2 separate regions of the Mus musculus genome follow, and region 2 is linked to region 1. Evidence: chromatin contacts called from public Hi-C data. All regions are on one chromosome and are shown on one strand. Each heading gives the region's core, a stretch centred on a gene start, on an enhancer-like site or on the middle of the called end of the contact. The rest is flanking DNA. Distances are from core to core; before and after follow the strand shown. Region 1 holds the start of Exosc9 (exosome component 9). Region 2 holds the start of Zfp639 (zinc finger protein 639).

Evidence for each region. A called contact is a pair of places that touch in the nucleus more often than the background predicts.
Region 2: a Hi-C map of B cells shows a contact between it and region 1, with 5 read pairs. The contact joins the promoter of Zfp639 here to the promoter of Exosc9 in region 1. A contact is called at or near these places in 2 of 39 promoter capture datasets (the HPC-7 cell line and second pharyngeal arch cranial neural crest) and 1 of 484 Hi-C or Micro-C datasets (B cells).

Annotation. Positions count from the first base shown.
Region 1 is chr3:36,550,914-36,555,282 of GRCm38.p6, reverse strand. It overlaps Exosc9 (exosome component 9), which reads right to left and starts at 2,677. Exons shown (of 12, transcript NM_019393.2): 1 at 2,532-2,677; 2 at 2,154-2,248; 3 at 1,358-1,477; 4 at 1,141-1,243; 5 at 508-645. The coding sequence starts at 2,597.
Region 2 is chr3:32,507,907-32,512,012 of GRCm38.p6, reverse strand. Zfp639 (zinc finger protein 639) reads right to left here and starts at 1,421. Exons shown (of 7, transcript NM_144519.4): 1 at 1,281-1,421.

The DNA of each region.
Region 1 (4,369 bases), core at 1,428-3,927:
GTCCAGTGGCCTTTTTAGGAAGGTATATGTGCAGTGCTACCTAGGAGTTCTTGATGCCCATCTGGGCACTCTGAGTTAGCCATGTAAGTACTGTGGTCCTGCCTCTATCCTCCTCCCTAAGCAGAGCCTAGGAGTGCTGTTAACAAGCCTCCAGGCAGTCCTCATGAACAAAGGGCCTGCAGAAACATGAAAATCCAGCAAGCCTCAGTCCATTTCAGGTACTACAGGCCTCTCATGCTGACCTACTCAGAGACCAACCCTTTCCTCTAGTAGTCAATCCAAAGAAAGAGCCACAGTTCTATTACAGGAGACCAAGCTGGGTCATGTTATTATTGACAGGCAATTCTGTGAGAGAACATGAAACTTCTAGGGCATTTCTGACCATTTGCAGTTTCTGTCTTGTGAATAAAAACTAGAAGAACCCTAAATGCTATCTGCCATGTCTCCTGTCAGCACACGAAGGATTTGCTCACAGGAACAATTCTGATCGGAGCCCTGGAAGCTTACCAGTGTTACTTCCTCTCCTTGGACAGAGACATCAGGTCTTCGGAAGTGACACAAGGCTACAATTGCAGCAATGCTAGCAGCATCAATAATATTCCCATCATGATTTAATAAATGTAGGTCTACACGGATCTGCCAAACCTGAAAGTGAATTTAATATAAAAATAAATCCCAACTGAGCATGACCAATGGCCACTGGTAAAGAAATACTGCACTTTTTTTTTTTTTAACGTATACGGCTAATCCTTCCAGTTTATCCAGGAAAAATGCAGTTAACTTTAAAACAAAACACTTGAAATACTAATAGTTAACTTATCTATGGGATTCATTTGAAAGACTAAGAATATGTAACTGAATGGAAGCATTCTAACATTTGAAACTTATGTTTTTTAAAAAACACATTTATTTTCCATGTATGCACATTTGCTTGCATGTATGCATGTACCACACTCATGCCTGGTGTCCCCAAAACTGTGTTAAAGCTTCTGGAACTACAGTTACAGAGGTTGTGAACCGCCATGTGAGTGCTGGCAACCGAACCCAAACCTCTGCAAGGTCTCCAGGTTCCTACGTCTGTTTTAATTGTGTCTGAATCAACAGTATTCATTGTTAAGATATTTTGAACATATTTCTCACCTTTTCACCAGCGACAACACAGAGAGATTCAGTGTCTATACACTTTGAATTTCGTAGACACCTTTCTAAGAGTCGATTCAGCTTCACCAAGAGATCTGACTGCCTATGGAAAGAAGAACGAACTAATGTGATAAACTTCGACTGTGAGCAGGAAAACAATATCTCACTGAGGGTAAGTTCTTCCATGGCTAAAGTAACTTAACAAAGAGTGAGATACCTGCCAGGCTCAAAAGCTGGAGCAGCCATCTGAGAAAGCTCAAGGTTAAAAAAGAGGATACCTTCCGTTGCCCTATTGAGTTTCGGAGAAACAAGTTCACAGGAAACCTGTCCAAGGACTCTGCAAAAATAAAGGTGCAAAGCAGTCAACTAAACGTACTTTCTTTTCAATTAAAAAAAAAAAAAAAAGGGTGACGAAATCTAAAATAACAACAACAACAACAAAAACCTAAACAACACAATGTGACATAAGAGGCAGAAATTACATATAGAATGTGGTAAACTGGACCCAGCAACCTGCCTACACACACACAATAATGCACATACACAATAATAAAGGTTTTTTTTTTTAAGGGTAAGTAGATTTCACGCAGAAATAAAAAATATTGGTATACACAAAAGGATGACAGAAAGGAAATCTCTTATTTCTTACATCATTTGAGAATAAAAGGGAAACTGAGGCTTACTGATGACATGATCGATACACTCCTCACACTAGAAAATGAGACATGCAGATAACCTGTGTGATCAATGTTAGCTGTCTACATGATTTATAATGGTCATACGGAACTATGATACTCATATAACAGAAAGCACTAATGGTTGAAAGTTAAACTGCGCACAAAACTAAAAAAGGCTGGCATTAAAGAAACATATTTCTCATCAGAATAATGATAATAATAAGAATAAGAATAAGAATAGCACGTTTGGAATTCGGAGCTGCTCAGTAAACAACCGAGTCAGTATGTTGTGATTTTCACACCTCCTGTTGCATTATCTAACTTGAATCCTGTTACCTTGTTTTTCCCAGTTCCACAATACAGCATCCATAATCCGTTCCGAATGAGATCCTGATGTTCCTGTAATCATAGGTCTGTCTGCCGTCCAGGCGCTGTAAGCAAACACCATTTACTGCTTTAACATATTTATGAGTGGCAACTGTGTCTGTGTGGTCCTGGTTCCCAACGTCCCTGCCACTGAATACTGCTGGCTTAAGGTTCAAAGGAACTGGTCAGGGTCAAATACTGCCCTGAGGCTTGGGGAATGGGGAGAGTCCACACTGGGCAGCCCCCGAGTCCACACCACGACCACACAACAGGCCGAACTGACAATGTATCCACGGACAACCCGAGTCTACACCCAAAGCCACGGTGTTCACACCGCAGGCCTCGCACCTTCTTCTCCTCAATTGCGCGGAGCAGGAAGCGGCGCTCACAGTTGGAAAGCGGCGTCTCCTTCATAGTGGCGGGCCACGCAAAGGATGAACGGCACCGAGACAAGTCCGCACACCGGCTTCTTCCCGGCGCGGAAAACCGACGTCATCCAGGCGCAGGCTCGGGGGCGTGGTGTGGGCGTGGCTAGAGATCGGGGGCCGCTGGGGCCGGTACAGGCAGTGTAGCAAATCAACGAAGATTTCCCGGGTTGGTCCTGCCCGGCATCGCAGTGGAGATTAGCATCTGCAGTGCAGTCCTGTTCCTAGTTTTTTATTGAGACAGAATCTCACTCTGTCTCTGACTGAACTCAACAGAGACTTACTTATCCCTACAAGTCGTAACAGTTCTTGCTTTGGGGGTAGGAAACAAAGATTTCCCCAGCTCTTGGGTCTGGATGTCTACCATCTTCCAGGCTGACCTAAGTATTGGGATTCCCTGGCACTTCACCACAGAGACAGTCTACTGAGGATGCTGACTTTTGTCAGAGAAAGATGGAAGGGTGGTGCGAATCGGTGGAGAATCCTTGTAAGGGCTTGGGGCGGATGGGGAGGATGTAGCCGACTAAAGGTGGTTCACATGGGACCTGAGGACGGGAAAACAAGTGAAGTGTAACGTCACTGACTGGAACCTCGTTTACTGCTTATATCTCATTTTAAACCGACAGGCTTATTTTTACAGACAGACATGTGTCCTCCATCTGCTGGCCGGTGTCCTGATTCACCCACATCAAGAGCTGGTATTTGACAGCTTGCGCAACGAGTGAGGCAGCAGTAGGTGATCCTTTAGTGCCCAAATCTTCTGTTTCTCCTTTTTTATTATTGTTTTTTTATTTTAATTACAGAGTCTCACTGTGTATCACTGGAACTAACAGAGATCCACCTGACCCTGCAAAGTTGTAACAGCTCTTGCATGGGTTTAGGAAATAGGGATTTCCCCCAGCTCTTGGCTATGGCTAGCTAGCAGCTTCCAGGTTGACCTAGTTTTTGGGATTTGCAGCAACAATGAATGCTACAGCTCTTGGCCCAGGGTCTGAGACCTTGGCCCCAAAGATTTAACAACTCTGAAACGTTCCAGTTGTCAGGACTGTAGTTTCTGGTCTTGCTCTCTGTTCTCTCCAGCTGTCCCTTTTCTGTGCTGCCTTTCTTCCAGTCCCGGCTGCTTTTGAACTATTCAGCTGCTGCTTCCTCGGCTGTCCAGCTGCCCGGCCTTGCCATTGTCTCAGCGTGGCCGCCAGACTGCACAGCTGCGTATGCATCACCGCTCTCAGCTGCCCCAGCTGCTTTTCCCGTTGCCCCCTCAGTTCACAGAACAGAAAGAGAAAAGTTTCCTTGAATCAGATGCTTCAAATCCAGAGAAGACAGCACAGGGTAGTGCCTTCCAAGCATCTCACTAGGTGATCCTGAGCATACATCTTCTATTTTTCTGGATTTTTTTTCCTCTCGTAAATATAATGGTTTAATTATGGAAAACAAAGAAGTTAATGTTTTTCTACCATTATTCTTCAGCGTGTACTAAATCAGTATACCTTTGAATTCTACTGTGTTAAAATGTTTGGTTTATGGGCTGGAGACGTGCCTTAGAGTTAAGAACTGTTGGTCTTCCAGAGGATCTGAGTTACCAAACACAGCAGTCACATGGGGTGATGCACAACTATAACTACAGCATCGTGGGATCCTAATCACTCTTCTGGCCTCTGAGGATACGGTGCACACATGCATAAACACAGAGACATGCACTCATACACAAGTACCTCCATCTTAGTAGTATGCAAATCTCCTTTTATCCTTATCATTGAAAAT
Region 2 (4,106 bases), core at 172-2,671, 4.0 Mb after region 1:
CCAGAAGTACATAGTGTTTGAAAAAAAAATTAATAGACGGGATGTGCTAATTCTGAATTTATATTTATGTTTGGGGTTAGGCAATTTGTTGTTAAAGGCATACAACACTACTGGCTTGCTCTCCACTTTTTGAGATAACATTGAAGACAGAAAAAAAAATCCCATTTTAAAAAGGCCCAACTGCCCTCTTCCACATCAACAGCAGAGCTCAGTGGCTCACAGCTGACATCCCAGCACTCAGGAGGCTGAGGCAAGATTACACATAAAGTCTCTTGTGTCCTAAAAACAAAACAAACACATCACCCACACAGAGGCATCTTGGCACCTGGAACCTTCACAACACTTAATAGTGCTTCCCATAGACAAACCTTTTCAAAGGTTTCTCATGAAACCTCGGATGTCTTCACACAATGCCTAGACACTTTTTTTGTTTGTTTTTTTCGAGACAGAGTTTCTCTGTGTAGCCCAGCTGTCCTGGAACTCACTCTGTAGATCAGGCTGGCCTTGAACTCAGAAATCCGTCTGCCTCTGCCTCCCAAGTGCTGGGTTTAAAGGTGTGCGCCACCACTGCCCCGCACCAAGACATATTTTTAAAAGGCTGTTTTCGCGCGCATGTGTAGTCCGAGATGGTGTCTGATCTGGAGGCAATCATGAACCTACTCCAACTGGGTGTTCTCTCCAGCACCCAGCACCGAATTTTTTGAGACTGGGTCGTTGCGTTTTGAAGACGTTTATAACACTTTATTTTTTCACCTCCATTAAAACAAACAAACAAAAAATATTTCCAGGGCTCAGAAGGCGCTTACAGCTAAGCCAGACGACCTGGGTGTCTTCCCTGGAACCCGCAAGGTGGGAAGAACAGCCTCTTGGAAAGTTGTCCTCTGACCTCTACACTTGCGCCATGGCACACGTGCGCATGCATACACGCAATAAGCACGTACATTTTCAAACAGAAAGAGAATTTTCCCGTTCTAATTGAAGCCCGGCGTGGTGGCACACGCCTTTCCGGCTAGCCTAGGCTACACAAGTCCCTGTCACAGATTACAGGAATTCGAAGAGCGCTGGTCTGATTGGCCTCTCCTGGGAGCCTCTGTCCGTGAGGACTCAGGGCCGGGTCCCCGCTGGACTCCAGCGTCTCCCGCGGGAGCAGCCTCCTGCAGGCCGGCATAGGCCCCCCCGCCGCCGAGTCCACCCGAGCGGCCGACACGCACCGGGCCGGGCAGGCCCCGCTCGCCCCGCGGCCCTCGCTTGGCACGCAGGCCCCGGAGGCCGGCCCTCACCTCACGTAGCAGCGCAGCTCCGGCGAGACACGCCCGGATGATGGGACGGAGGGGGCTGCCGGGCCACCGCCCGCGCCCTGCCCAGCCGCCCGCGCCCTCCCCGGCCCTGCCCTTCCCTGCCCGCCAGGCCCAGCAGCACTCACCCCGTCACCCCGCGCATGCGCCACAGCGGGCCGCGAGAGTAAAGATGGGGGACGGGGGGCGGGAACCCTAAGGATGAGGGCGTGGCCTGAGCATGGAGGGGGCGTGGCTTCATGCTAAGGGCGGGGCCTAACAGCAGGACAAGGAGAGACTAGCAGTGCTGTCTAGCGTCCCCTACGGGCACATCCGGGCCGTGCCACCTTCCCCCCTGAGGTCAGCGCTGTCCCACTCATCGGTTTCCTGGAAGGCCGCAGTGATCGATCCTCAGGGTCTTCAGGATCATTAGTGTTTCACGCATGGTGGTTGTCCTCAAATCCCAACATCCGGGCTAGATAAGTCCAGGGCCGAGAAAAAACGCGATGTGACTCGAGATGGGTCCTCAGACCACACCCTGGGTTCTTGAAGTCTTGGGAGATTGGAGGTGGAGTTAGAGAAGGGAGAGCTGAAAAAATGGCTCCCCCCAGTTAAGAGAGTTTTATTTCTCTTCTAGAGAAAGCATGCACATGATAGTTCACAAACGCCTTTACTGTAACTCAACAGCAAGGGATGTGAAGCCTCCGCAGGCATACACACCTCCCCATCCCCCCACCTAAATACAAAAATAAATAAATCCTAAAAAGAAGACCTGATGGAGTGAACCGAGGTTATCACAAAGGATTGCATTCTGTCATTTAAATCCTTTTCGTACCTTGACCGTCAATAAGCAAAGGATTAAATTAGATGAGCATAAATAACTGTGAACATTGTTTTTGAATTATCCCTCGGGCTGACAGTAGATTTCGGTGGTTGTCTGTGCTTGGCAGGGTGAGTGCTGAGGTGTGAGCCCTCAGCGTTACAAGCAACAGTCCAGAGTGCGGCTGTGTGTTTTCTTTCTCGCTCCTCCTTCAGTGTTAAGAATGGAGTCCAGGGGCTGGAGAGATGGCTCAGCTGTTAAGAAAACTGGCTCTTCCACTAGGGGATTCAGGTTTTATTCCCAACACCCACAATGAGGTTCACGTCTGAGCTCACGTGTAAATCCAGTTCTAGGTCGCCTGAAGCCTTCTGGCTTCCATGGGCGCCAGGAACACAAGTGGTGCACAGACATACATTCAGGCAAAACACTCATACAGATAAAAATAAAATATATATATTTTAAAACATTTTTAAATATAATCCTAGCTCTCATCCACTGAGCTGCCCCACCCCAACCCCCTAATCTGGGTGAGAGTTAAAGAGGTTTCAGTACAATTTGTGAGTGTTTCTCGGTTTTGTAACTAAAGCCCTTAAGGTTCAACTAATTGTACGTGAATAGCTAAATCGAGTGGGGTAACTTATATCCAAAGTCACTTGCAAAGTCCCAGCCACGGTTCGTGTGTCTCACCAGCCCAGCGCCCTGTTCTTGCTGTCAATCACCTGGTATTCAGCCGGTTGTCACTGACACCCTCCCCCAACCCCATCACCACGCCTGGGGAAGTCCAGCTGTGCGCTTTGGAGAGACAGCGCCTTTTTGTGAGATTCAGTTTGGTGACCTCATAATCTGTAGGCATTCTCCTCTTAGACATGAATATTCAGGCACACCAGTGTAACCCAAAAGGAGTAAGAGAGGGTTCGCAGACCTTCTTTATTCCTAGTATACTTAGCATCGGGTACAAAATAGGGAATTGGGGCCTGATTGATTGAAGACTGTTGAATTTATAAAGATGCTGCCGGCGGCTACGGGTTTCTCGCTGTGAATCTAGTAGAGGACACAAGGGGGAGCCATGCGATCACTGTCAGTTATAGGGTTTCTCAGGCTTGCCCTTGAGTTTGACTTAATTCTCCTCTTGCCTGCGTCACTAGAAGGGGAGGGGGGAGAGACTATGTCATGGTATTTAGACAGCATGCATCATTGTTTTCAGGGCTCCCCTTTCCCCCTCCCTGGCAAGATGTGCAGCTATGTAAAATCTTGAAAGCCCTAGGATAACATTTTACAGGAATATTTAACCACCATCCTCCCAAGTTTTTGATACAGGTGTGTCATAGCTTAAATTTTTCCTGATCACAGAAATGTGTGTTATACAATAGATAGTAGAACAGAATTGTACTGGCTAGTTTTGTGTCCACTTGACACAGCTGGAGTTATCACAGAGAAAGGAGCTTCAGTTGAGGAAATGCCTCCATGAGATCCAACTGTAAGGCATTTTCTCAATTAGTGATCAAGGGGGAAAGGCCCCTTGTGGGTGGGACCATCTCTGGGCTGGTAGTCTTGGTTCTTAAGAGAGCAGGCTAAGCAAGCCAGGGGAGGCAAGCCAGTAAGGAACATCCCTCCATGGCCTATGCATCAGCTCCTGCTTCCTGACCTGCTTGAGTTCCAGTCCTGACTTCCTTTGGTGATGAACAGCTACATGGAAGTGTAAGCCAAATAAACCCTTTCCTCCCCAATTTGCTTCTTGGTCATGATGTTTGTGCAGGAATAGAAACCCTGACTAAGACAAGAATGAAGAAAGAAAACCACCAACTCCCACAGCCCTGAACTGATTCCTTGGATCTGTCTTTCCGTGACTTTTATACTTGCATGCACATAGATTTTTCTCAAAATCAGATTATCATTATGTTAAGTGGCAGGTTTTTTCCAGTTATATATTTTTTCGGAATATAAACATTCCTGATGCAATTAAAATGTTAATGGTACCTTACAGTTACTGCGAGTGGTCATATAAAAGTTAA